Linked DNA regions of Gossypium hirsutum: region 1 is linked to region 2. A link is a contact called in public Hi-C data. All regions are on one chromosome and are shown on one strand. Each heading gives the region's core, a stretch centred on a gene start, on an enhancer-like site or on the middle of the called end of the contact. The rest is flanking DNA. Distances are from core to core; before and after follow the strand shown. Region 1 holds the start of LOC107925400 (FCS-Like Zinc finger 15). Region 2 holds the start of LOC107896694 (midnolin homolog).

Region 1 (6,628 bases), core at 4,121-6,620, 530 kb after region 2:
AAATTCGTGCTTTTATATATAGGTTGAACTACATTGTAGGTCATCCAACTAAGCTTAGATTTCTTTTTTGCTCTCCCAACTTTTAAAACTTTCAGAATGGTCACCCAACTAATCGAGTTTTTTTTTGTCTATTTCTGTTAAGTGTTGTTAAATGTTTGACGAGAGGGTGAGGTGGCAGTTCGCAATTTGGTATAACAACAAATTTAACACTCAACTTTTATATATTGTGTCAATTTAGTCATAATTTAAAAATTACCCACAACATTACAAATTATCTCAATTTGATCTTAATTCTAAAAAAATTCAAAAAATATATAAAAATACATAAATCTTTAAAATAATATAATAAATTCAAAAAAACATATAAAAATACATTATATTTTATATAAAATAATAAGTTAATCCAATAAAAAGGTTCTTTTCTTCTCCTTTCACATATTTTTCTTTTCTCTTTTCCTCTTTACAAACCCTAGCTCCCATGAACTGCACCTGCCACTTTTGGAGCTTTAATAGATAGCTTTACAATCCCACAACAGTGAAAAGTCCACCATTTTTGTAGCCATAGCAAAAAAAAACATATTTAATATAAATATATATACATGTTGAAGAATTATAGTTCCAAAATTTTTCTTAAGATTCCGACTTTTCTGTAGATATTTTTGTTAATGAGATAACCAACGTTGGGGATGTCAAATTGAAGAGACAACGTCGTTGATTGACTAATTTCGTTGGACGAAGAACAAATGAAATAAAAAAGCAAAAGGAAAATTAACGAGGGATGATTTTTGCCTAATATCTTTCTTTTGTTGATGGGAAGTAATTGTGATGGATTTATTAAAGGTTGGTTCATGTGCGTTTATGGGATAATTTTCGTTCACCATTTTTGTTCATGTTTCAATGCTCTTTGTTTATTTTTATTTTTAATCGGAATTAATGAAAAAAAAACTGAAATCCATAAATAGGTTGATAATAAACTTGTCCATAGCTTGGGCTATACGGTCCACCCGAAAAATGAGAGGATTTGGGTAAAAATATAAGTCCAAAAAATATGTTTGGAACAAATAAAGCCCGTTTAGAAAATGAGATGAGCCTTGGATAAGGCTTTTTGGCCCAGCCCGAATATGAAAAAAAAAACTGTTGCTATTTTTTACTGTTCTTTTTTGCTATTTTCTTTTCACTATTTTACTACTATTTTACTATTACGTTGGTACTATTTTATTGTTATTCTTTAGATATTGTATAACTCTTACTTTATTGCTAATTTTATTACTATTTTAAAGGCATTTGCTTATTAAATTGCACCTATCTTAGTGTTATTTAAGTATATATATATTTGTTTATTTCAATATTTTTAGTATTTTTTATGTATCATATTTTTAAAAAAAAATTACATAATAAATAATATAAAAAAATTAATACTAATGGGCCAAGAAAAGCCCAAGTTTTAACATTTTTATTTGGGTCGGACTTTGGTAAAATCTTAGACCCATTTTTCGGGATGAATCCAAACCTAACAAACATATCTAAAATTTTGATTGGGTCCAACCCGAACCTAGCCCGACCCATGTAAACCACTAATTGATGATGGTGGTAGAGTTTATGGGAGCCAAGATGGGGGCGGAGGAAATTTTAGAAATACTTTTTTAATGATTTAATATAAATTTTAAGTAATTTTTATTATTTGGTATATATATTAGATTAATTTATTATTTTATATAAAATACAATTTATTTTTATATTTTTATATATTTTTAAAAAATATTTGTGTATTGATATATCGAATTATTTTGTAAAATTAAGATTAATTTGAGATAATTTATAATATTAAGGATTAATTTTCTTTTAAATTTATAATTAAATTAAGATAATATATAAAAGTTGAAAACTGAATTTATTATTATACTAATTTTTAATTACAACCTCACCTTTTCACCAAATTAAATTAATTAAGTGAAAGTTTTGAAAGTATTATCCTAACAAAAGAAATCTAGATGACTTGTAATGTACTTTTCCCTAGATTATATAAATATAAATATAAATATAAATAATTCCTGCTAAAAGGTATTTGAAAATTAAATTAAAAAAATATTAAAATTGAAAGAGTATTTTTCATTTTAATTTGGATGGAAGAGTGAAGTGGGCATCTGAAACACATCATAATTTTGTAGATAAAAGAACAGTGAACACACTTCAATTCATTCCCCAAAGTATCAACTGACAATCATTTCCAGTTTTCCATTTTTCATTTTCTTCCAACACAAAAACTCCATTGTTGCAAACTGGAATTTTATGGAAACTGAGTCTCTCCCTTTTCTTTTTCTCTTCTTTTGGCTCTGGAATTTGAAAAAACGAAAAAGAGAAAAACAGGATGAGTACTGAAGCAGCTAAAAGAAGCACCACCGGAGCTCTGACGGTGAAACAACAGAAAACTGATGAATTGAAGCCTTCTCCAGTGCTTACTGCAGAACCCAAAAAAGTTATTATCAAAAGCGCCGACATGAAAGACGACATGCAAAAAGAGGCCGTCGATATAGCCATTTCCGTTAGCTCTTTTTCTCTACCTTACAAGATTCCTAATTTTTATGGCTTTTTTATTGGAATTAGTTTCTGGGTTTTCTTCGTTTGATCTTGATTTGTTAGTAAATACTGTAAATTTGCTAACTTTGAGTGGTTTTTCCTTCTGGGGGTTTTGACTAGCCTTTCGAGAAGAACAATGTAGAGAAAGATGTAGCAGAGTACATTAAGAAAGAATTCGACAAGAAACATGGACCTACTTGGCATTGCATTGTTGGTCGCAATTTTGGTAAACCCAAATTTCCATTAAATTCAATTTTCATAGAAAATATAGTCCAAGATATATGTTATTTTTAAGTGATGCTGTTGTTTTTACTTGAAAGGAAGCATATCATAGCTTATATGAGCTATCATTTCCATCGTGCGTTAAGCTATCATAACTGCCATTGATGTTAGATTGGATTGTCTTAAGCTTAGACCTTATGATTTTTCAGTGTGGTTCATCAATGTGCTTAATTACCTGTTTGAAACCTTCTCAGGAAATAGCTATAATGGCAATTGTTCTTGTTTGTTTTATATTTAGTTCATGCCATTAAGGTTGGACCTCTATTCAAGGTTTGAGCTTGGAACTTTCGGTTTCGAGGTCTTAAGCTTAAAACTCCGATCTATGTTGGATGCTCATTACCAAAGAAACACGTTATATAAGTCGATCGTGTATTACATACTTAGGGAACATGTAACACTACTATATTAGATACTAATTCGAGTAGAAGTTGGGTCGTTTGGTGTAAGGAAGTAGGATCTATACCGGCATTTCCCTTCTTCAAAAACTCTTATGGATGCAATTTTTATTCACCATATACGATTATGTTTGACCACGCGGCCTGCTTGCTCCTGGTTTTGTGGTTTATATGCTATAACTAGACATTCCTAATTGGTGAAGACAACCTAAGATAAATTACTGATAATTATTAGTTGGATTAATCCTTTGAATGTCGTTTGAATGCAGGTTCGTACGTAACCCACGAGACGAACCACTTTGTTTATTTCTATTTGGATCAGAAAGCAGTTTTGCTCTTCAAATCTGGTTAATCATGGAGAGATGAGAGGCTTCTACTTAAACTACCTGTTGCGGTTAGCAAACTGTATGTACTAGTCCAAGCACATGCTTGTATGTCATAAAACTCATCTGCCTGCCTTGTAAAAATAATTTTATCAAACACACACCCGAGTTGATATTTTAAGAAAGATTATTTCTTTTTTACTGTATGAATAATTTTAGAACATTTATTAAAATTAACATCAATAATATTAAAAAAAAAAAGAAGAAGAAGAAAAACTGACCCTATTTAATATGGATTCGTCTCATTGAAAACAAATAGCTGTCACCAGTGTTAAATTATCGATGTGCCTGCATCAAAACAAATTTGTAAATATTGTTACTAAATATCTTCTTCTTCTTCTTGTTGTGAAAATGGTATTTAATTATAAACACTAACTAAATGATCCCAAAAAAAAATATGGACAAGTGAAAGAAATAAAGAAAAAGAAAATTAATGATCCTTAATGGCAAGTAGTAATTTGTTTATTCTTTATAGATTACTAATTCTTCATTCCCTCCAGAATAATACCAGTAAAATGCAGTCCAGATAAAACAATATTTTCAATTACTATGAAATGTTTTGTCGTTTTGAAACACAACAAACCTGCAATAAAATCATAAAACTCTTTGGAATTTTACTAATTTTATTTTATTTTATTAAAAAATGCCAAATTTAAACATAGTTAAATCAATTGATTTATGTAGTTGTAATTTTAAAATATAATAGAATCCATGTATTTTTATTAAAAAAATGAATCAAACTGTAAAATACCATGAATGGTCTCCATTATTGTTTTGTTTTTTTTAATATTTATTTTAGTTATCCTAAATGTTAAATGAGAAGGGAATAAAGCAAAACCATGGGCTCCTCTACCAATCCCATATATGTTCAAGGCAAAAATAGTTAAAAGACAAGGAAAAGCTCTTTTGGCTTCATTCCAGCATGCAAAACGACAGCGCATGGCACCGTCATTACAAAATTAGCCAAGCCTACACTGGAAAAATACAATTGAAATTAACCAAAATGAAAAAAAAAAGTTTTCCAGTTCTTGGCAGCTGCATAGGTTTCTCAATAAGCTTTGCGATGATGGCGAGAGCCTGAAGAAGAAGAAGGTGAAGGTGTTGAAGGTTTAATTTTCATGGAAGCCAAACAGCAATTTTCTTTCTTCAAACTCTCTTCTTCATCCATGAAAATTTGCCTGCACCTACACTCCACGCTACAAAAACCCCTATCCCCCCTACCAACAATCACAACAACAACAAAAGAAAAACCATGAATCAATCATACAGAAAGAAACAGTCGACAAAAAAAGAAAAAGGAAAAAAAAAACATACTTGTACATGTAGATGTCTTTTCCAGGCAAAAGTTTTTGTTTGCAAAGGAAGCATTGTTCAAGAAAGGAAGGAACCATGTGAGAAGTGGTGGTAGGAGGAGACAACCTAGAAGAGCTCGAAGAAGATGAAGAAACTTTGCTGCTGGTGTTGATTAACATGGTTGTTTTGCTAATAAGTTGCGGGGTTTTTTTACTGAATATGTTATGGTTACCACTCTTTTGATTCTCCAAAACTACACTCAGTCCCACCATCTTTTCATTCCTTTTTGGGAGAGTGATGTGGTTTGTTTGGATGAGAGAAAAATATAAATCGAAAGAAGGGAGTTATAAAGAGCGGAGGGAAGAGGAGGGGGTTGATACAGCAGTAGCAGTAAGAAAGGACGATTTGTGTAGCCAAGGATTTGACTTTGTACTGCTTATTCTTTTAACTGCCACGCATCCCACTTATTATCCCTTTCATTTCAAGTTTCTTTTCTTTTCTTTCTTTCTCATTATCCATTTTTTTAACCTTTTCTTTATTTTACTTAATTCCATTGCACATTATGAGTTAATTTTGGGTGCAGCATCCTCTGTTGTAGACATCCAGTTGAAATGTTAATGAAAAATAATCATTTTTATATAATAAACAGGTGAAAGTAGAATTCTTTTGGAGGAGAAGAAATTAAATTTTATATTTTTAAGATAGTTAAAATATAATTTTATTATTGTATTCAAGTCTTGAAAATGATTAAATTAAAATTTCATTATTTTAGAGGGTTAAACTATAATTTTGCTATTATTAAGTTATACCTTTATAAATTTTGAAGGGGCTAAAATAAAAACTAGGACCCTTACCTCCTGCCCCTTTCTTCACTTTAACAATAAATGTTAACTTTATTACAATTTGATTCTTTCTATTAATTCACGATTAAATTGATTAATTTAATATGATAGAGACACTAAGCCTTATTTTATTCAATTCCTATAATAGAGGGACTTTGCGAGTACTTTCACCATTAAATTTTAATTTACTCTATCAACTTCAAAATCTTTTTATTGAACCCCAATTTACAGTATAGTTCAAATTAAGTGTTTCCATCAATCTAGTCATTAATTTGGTTGTTAAATATTAACTTGTATTTCATATTCAAATAGATATTTATTAATCCAAATGAGTTTTTTTTTATTATTAAAAAAAACTCATGTCAAAGGACTTAATTGAAAGGATATTTTAATTTGAAAGTTCAATTAAAATATTTTAAAATTAAAAAAATTGACTCAAATTAGAATTCCAAAAATGAACTAACTACAATTATGATTTGTTTTAGAGTGACATAGGGTGGTAAAGCAAATAGTTTTGTCACGATTATTACTACTTGGATTTTTTAAAAGGAGAATAAATCACAATAAATAAAAAAAGGCATATGTTATTCAAATAAGAGCCGACGAATGTACTTTTACTTAGCTGATCTCTGCCCTTCCTTTTGTCTCGATTCATGCTTCTTCTGATTTTTGGGGGTACGTGGTCTTACTTAAGGCTTTGGCAGCTATTTGAAAACCCTATACAAAGACGTGGTGTACGAACCAGTGTGTTTGCTTTAATGCCAAACCTCCCTTCAATTAATTGTTTTACACCAATGTATTGGAATCCAATCCTCTCCAAAGTTGGTCAATACTACAACCTTGACACCATTTTAGA
Region 2 (6,935 bases), core at 1,356-3,855:
AATTCTAACAAGTACACTAATGAAAAAAATATTATATATATTCTTTTATTCTTCTAGAAAAATTATATCTTTTTATCTTTGGACTGGCCATTGCAAAGCCTAAATTCTTCCCTACCATATTATCCATTATGTTTGCATCATATCCCAGAGAAAACAGTGCAACACCCTCATCACACTGCTACATGCTGTTCTCACAAGTCATTGGTAGTATAGCCCAAATTAATATCCCTAAGATAGCTCTAACAATGTGAAAAGTAGCAAATAGCAAAACATGTAAGAAATTAAGTTGATCAACTGAATCCCAGCATTTGATGTGTTGTCAGGTGAGATTGGTAATAAAATAAATACATAAGGGTTGGAATTACGTATTAATTGTTTTCTTAAAGTAGTTTGAGAATCAGAAAAATCAAACGGTCAATGGGGTTGTTTAAGGGGTAAGCATGTGTCTTAAGACCGTCATACAGCCATGTGAATGCATGTGATGAGGGCAAAAACGTTTCTTACACTACTTCCAAATCAACACTACAAACGTTAACAAACAATACACATTATTTAAGGAATCAGAAAATATGAAGAGTCCAAAATATAATTAATTGCAGATATATGTGATGCAGTAGTAGTAACAAGTAAGGAAGGGATTAAGGGGTGTAACATTACTAAAGGAATAGAGTCTCTTAAGAACATATGATAATAAATATGGAAATAAACAGGCAATAATAATTAAGCCAATGTAATGCGTATTAACTGGAATCATTTTTAGCTTCTAACAGCTAATAAGGAAGGAATGGCAGCCAGATTGGGAGTTGTGTTTTTGTTGTTTGATTCTCTAATGACGGTGGTAGCATCTTTCTTACCAAAGGATGGTTTGGTGAATGCTCTCATGGGGCTTGCAAATGCCCATCCCCAACTCCTGCTCCTCCCATGGATCAGCGCTGCTCCTGTTGCTTTCCCATTCCCGTTATGATCCTCCGCTGATGACGATAACCAGTATGAAGATGAGGAGGAAGACGATGATGATGTGATTATGAAACCACCGAATATGCCACCGCATTTTACCCTTTCTTTCATTGCTGATGATGATGAGGCGGCGCCGACGGCGGAGGATTTTGGTTTGCCTTCTCTTTGGGATTCAACTCGTCTGAGAGTGCAATCTCCCAACCCGGTTGAGATCCTTTCGAAGAAATCACCGGAGAAACTCCGGCTTCCGCAGCCTACGGACCTGGATCTCGAAACCTTGCGCTCAAATGATGATGCAGCTGAGGCAGTGGCTTCACTGTTGGGGCTGTCATCCTCTTCTACTACCACAATGCCTCCTTTTCTCGACAATGATGAACCCAAGCTTTTCTCCTTTGGCTTTACATTCACGACCGCACTTGAGGATGAAGGTCCCCCCATTGTTGTTGCTGTTGAGACAGTGACTGCCGGTGGTGCTATTGAAGCAACCTTGTCTGGTTTTTTGGAACTATGGCTCTTGGAAGAAAGATAGAGAAATGACCAAAAACCACTTCTTTTTCTGGGACTGAAGCCTCCACCATTATCTACTTCACCATCCAAGAACCGGCCTCTCCTGGGAGCTGTAGTTGACTTGCTTCTCTTCAAAGCAATATTAGCATGATGATGGTGGTGGTGGTGATGATGATGATCTGATGATGCCACCATGATCTTCTTTTTCTTCTTTGCCAAAAGGAAAGGGATCCTGGCCCGCCTTGTATAACATTCTTCATAATGACTGTTATTATTGCCACTATCAAGCCTAGTTTTTGTTATGGGACGAACAGACATAGACAGTGAAGAAGCGGAAAAAGTGGCAACACCACCACCACCACCACTAACGCCACCATTTCCGCCACAACTAGTAGCAATGGCACCAGTATCAGATCTAAAAGAAGGCGGGGAAGAAGAAAAAGAAGGTGAAGCACGAATCGGTAAAGGAAAAGAAGAAGAAACCAACTTGCCTAGCTTCTCTTGAAGGCAAAAAGCACAAATCCCACCAGGGTTATTTCTATAAGGATGATTACTGCATTGCATACCATCTCCCATATCTTCTTCAACACCAACACCAACACCAACTCTACCTCCTCCTCCACCTTTGATTCCTTCCATCATGTTAAACTAACTGGGAAGGCAAAAATATCTAGAAAATCTTTGATCCTTGTAACTGGTATTGCTCTCTTTTCACATCAAAGATATGGCCTTTGTTTTTGCTTTCCCACAAGTTACTCACTTTTTTCCCTGCCAAGAAAAGAGAGAGAAATGGGAAGGGGAAGATGCAAACAAAAGAAGGGAAACAGAGAGTCAGAGAGTGTAATTGAGTGGGGAAAAAAAATATGGCATTGAAGAGGGGGAGGGGGGAGAGAGTCCCCAGGAGCACGTGGAACACTGACTTGCCTACACATTAAACAAAGTGATATTATCATATAAACCATACACAAGCTAAACCCTAATCCCTTTTTTAGCTTTCATCAACCCCCCGCCTATCACCTTCCCACAGGAATCTACTAACCAAAGCACTCTCTTCTGACTCCTCACTTTAGCTCCTGGGAAGGGTTTTTCCTTTTAACTCCATTGCTTCGCTTTGCCCTTTGCTCTTCTTCTTTATATTTTTTTATATATAATATATATTAGAATTTAGAAGAAGAAAATATGCTTCTTCTTTGTAGATGGATGGATTAGAGTAGATTCCTTCTTTTTCTGCCATTGCATTATGAAATTCGCTTTGTTTTTTATCTCTAAATATATTACTGCTTACTTGGCTTTTTCTTTCCTGATAAAAATCAATTATTAGTTTCTTATAACTTATTTATATATAATACTTGAAAATATAAAAAATTATTAGACTCCATAGAAAAGGGTTTCGTATAACGAGGGATGAGGGTAAAATTATAATAGAGGATACTGTATTAATAATAAGATTGTATTTAATTTTTTATTTAAAAAACGAGTTAATTATTGTTTGTACGATAGATTAAATACTATTAAAAATTTTATTTATTCTTATTATTAAAAATATAGAATAATTAAATAATTGCATGTGATGTGTCATGTATTTCATTTTAACATACAATTAATAATTAGCTTTAATAGTAAAAAATAGATGGAATTTTTAACCAAAATGATTAATTTACTTTCTGCTCTAATATAAAAAAGTTAATTTATTTATTTTTAAATAATAAAAGTAAAATATTATCAACTCTTAATACAAATATCTCTATAATATTTTTATTAAGACGATGGCCACTTAATAAAATTTATATCATCTGAGATTTTTTATTTTAAATGCATATGGTGGAGTGAGGTATTTGTGATAACCTACCCGATTTTTAAAGTTACTAATTTATTCGTTATAATATTTTATTTTTTAGTATATGTACTAGAAATACAAACTAAAATCATATATATGTTAATAAGTTATATATAATTATTTTATACATGACCTAAACAATTACATGTATTCATGAACACATTATAAATATATGGTTTTATACTATTAAAAATTTTGAAAAAAATCATTAGAAAAAGAAGGTAGAGTTGTGTGGATTAATATAAATAGATTTTGGTTATAATTAACCAAAAAATTTATTTAGAAAGGTTGAGATAAAATTATAAAATAAGTAAAAATTTGTATTAAAAATGTTTAAACTAAATTATTAATAATTTAAAAAGATTTAAATTATAATTTTGACATAATTAGTTTGTGAAGGGCCCTCTCCTTCTCGGGTTCATTTGCTCGTCCCAATTTATTTTGCTTTGTTAATTGGAAAAAATTAAATTAATGGAATGGAATTAAGTTAAATAGTGATAGGAGTTAACAATAAGTGGAGAACAAAGAAAAAGATTGTGAAAATTTGGTTGAAGAGGGAAGAGCGACAGCAATGGAAGAAAAGGGCCAGAGTGAGTGACCCCCCACAATGTTGTATCCACCAACCTCCTTTTCCCACTCATTTGTTCAACACATCAACTCTTGCTGCTGCATGCGCCTTCTTATCCCTAAACTATTTACCATTTATTATGATATTTTCACTTCAATTATTTGATATTGAGTGCTAATCAAAAGGTTAAAACAATTAATTTTTTTAATTAAAAAAAACATGATAATTGTTGGATTGGTGCACAATATGTTAAAAACATTTGTGGATCCCATGTTCCATTTTTTGCTCAATACGCTATGATCTTCGACACCTACTTTTCACAAAACTTTATGATATAATATGACACTTTATACTTCAACTATCAATTGTCCTCTTTCTTTTTGCATTTTTATGAAACTCGTATTTTATTTAAAAGTTAGAAATAAACAAATAAATTGAATGCTACTAATATTTTTCTTCCATTTTGACTAATATACTTGAAATTGAAGAGATTTATTGTCTCCCTTTAATCGAGTTCTAATTCAACTCTTCTTCATTTCAAAGCATATAAAATCTAAGAATAATACTTGATTGGATTTGAACACCAAAACGTCATAATTTTTTAATATTTTTATCATTTCAACTACTTTTATAAATATATATTTTCAATCCTTAATCTACTATATATGACCATGTGTACATATGGATAATTCTAGACTGGCTATTCAATTCTTTATCATGAATTAGTTAAGACCCAATTTCATAAATTCCATGTCTAAGTCACAATTCCAAACCACCACTGCGTTTAGCATTAAATATAAAAAGAAAAAAAAAAAGAGAGAGGAGGGAAGTTCAGTGCTTTATAAATCGACAATTAATTTGTATTTTAACAGAATTCAATTTAATACAGTTGGATATTTATTTCTTACTCAATGAAACTCTTGAAGCAGCCATTGGATGAAGAGGCACATGGAGGTACACACTGTTTTTGTCTCATTTGACCCCGTGAAGAGTTGAATATGTAGCAAAGTATAAAAAGGAAAGTGCATATATTATATGTATGCATGCATGTTGGATTTTTGCATTTATCAAAACGAGCAAAAGTCTTCCTCTCTTTGATATTACGTTTTTGTCATCCTTGTAAAATATTTTCTTAATATTTAGCGTGATATTTTATTTTTGATTGATTTTGATAGCATATATCAAAAATTTTGAGTAAACCAAAAATATATAATTGTTGGTATAATAGTTTATGGAAGTATGCATATTGTTATAAATAGTTGGTAAATTTGACCTAGTGATTTATTCCAATTTATTTAAGCAACAAAGTTACACTAATTTACGTGTTACTCTAAAAGACAACTAATGTAACGAGAAGATTTATTTACACAAAGCTCTAGAATTCAATAACGCAAAGTCACACTTTATCAAGACTTCTTTGGCTGATAATGTGATGGCTATTTGTGTTAAGTATTATTTAATGATAATCATATTTAATAGTGTTGATCTGAATTAAACATTTTCGAGTGGTTACTATTTGAAGATTATTTGGTGATTAATTAACGATAATGACTTATTACTTCCTAAAGATTTTTTTTACATCATGATGTGAAGATAATTTAACAACAATAGGGTGATTATGTGAAGATTTAATTTATGATAATATTACGCCATTTGTTGATAATTGAAATCGTTAATAATTATCAACTAAATAATATTATTATCTTCTTTAAATTTAAAGTTGAAGTTTTGTAAGCCTATAAATAGATTGTTTAGTCATGGGGTTGAAAAAGGGAAAATAGATGGTTTTATCATAGGATTGATAGAACTTAGAAGGAGCAAATGAGTTAAATTAGTAAGTAACAATTATATTTGGTTTTTATTTTTTTTAACTTCAATAGGAAGAATGAGTTTGGAAGAGTTCATACTAAGTGTACTTGGGTGAGCCTACAATTATTCGAGGGTTAGGATAGGTTGAGCTTAAATCATTGCTTATATCGTGAGATTTAGTAGTAGAATTCATTTATAGGCAAGGCCCCACAGATGTAGGTTAAGTTTGAATTGCGTTAACAACTTCATGTGTTCAATTTTTCATTCTTTTTGTGTTTTCTTATTGGTGTACCACATCTTTTAGCACACCTCACTACTAGTTATGCATTTCCAATTGGTATCACGGTCACACATTTAAATCATTTGATGAGACCCTATAATTGGTATCAATGGGAAGTTTAAAGGAAGGCAATTTGATTATACATCCACCACTTGTGGATGGATCTAATTATGTAAATAGGAATCCATGGATGAAGACTTTCATAAAATCCATTGATAAGAAAGCATGAAGACTGATTCTAACTAGAACAAAGCCTCCTTACAGTGAAACAAATGTACATATCCCAAAGCTTGAAGCTCTCTAGACCTTTGAAAAACATAAAGTAAAAAATTTTAATTCGAAATCATTGTCTGTTATTTCAAAAGGGTTAAATTAACAAGAATTCAAAAGAATTTCAAAATGTGTCTTTGCTCATGAAACGTGGACTATTCTAGAAACTACTCATGAACTCCTAAAGTCAAGCTATCAAAGCTCTAAATGCTTACCACTAGGTTTGAATCTTTATGAATGTCTAATAATAAGACCATATTTGAATTTTATGTTAAACATTGTGGCATAACTAATGAGACTTCTACTCTTAGTGAGCAATATTTTAAGGTAAAAATAGTTTGAAAGATACTACGTTTGTCGCCTGAGAAGTCTACAATTAAAGTGACAACCGTTGAAGTGGCTAAAGACATAAGCACTATGTGTGTTAATAAGTCGATAAGAACATTATAGACTTTTGAAATGAATCTGGAAGAATGCTGAAAAGCTAGAGTCAAGCAAAATAAGAGCATAGCTTTTAATATGAAAGTTTGTGTTTGGTACATCTATTGGTACAATTGTCTTTATTGAAGAGTAGTGAGAATAGTTGGGGAAAAAAACCTCTTTAGTCCTTCTCAATATGGATATTGTGCAATTTAATATTTGTCAATTTCAAGAGTGAGCACCTAAGGACAATTAATTACAACATTAATATTTTTTTGTCAATTTTA

What was found. A called contact is a pair of places that touch in the nucleus more often than the background predicts.
Region 1: a Hi-C map of leaf shows a contact between it and region 2, with 2.8 times the contacts expected there. The contact joins the promoter of LOC107925400 here to the promoter of LOC107896694 in region 2. A contact is called at or near these places in 2 of 34 Hi-C or Micro-C datasets (both in leaf).

What each region holds. Positions count from the first base shown.
Region 1 is chrA10:97,183,451-97,190,078 of Gossypium_hirsutum_v2.1, forward strand. It overlaps LOC107925400 (FCS-Like Zinc finger 15), which reads right to left and starts at 5,371. Exons shown (of 2, transcript XM_016856061.2): 1 at 4,952-5,371; 2 at 4,521-4,854. The coding sequence starts at 5,202. The coding sequence ends at 4,686. LOC107896699 (dynein light chain 1, cytoplasmic) reads left to right here and starts at 2,052. Exons shown (of 3, transcript XM_016821931.2): 1 at 2,052-2,542; 2 at 2,698-2,803; 3 at 3,524-3,778. The coding sequence starts at 2,369. The coding sequence ends at 3,606.
Region 2 is chrA10:96,656,614-96,663,548 of Gossypium_hirsutum_v2.1, forward strand. It overlaps LOC107896694 (midnolin homolog), which reads right to left and starts at 2,606. Exons shown (of 1, transcript XM_016821926.2): 1 at 628-2,606. The coding sequence starts at 2,106. The coding sequence ends at 757.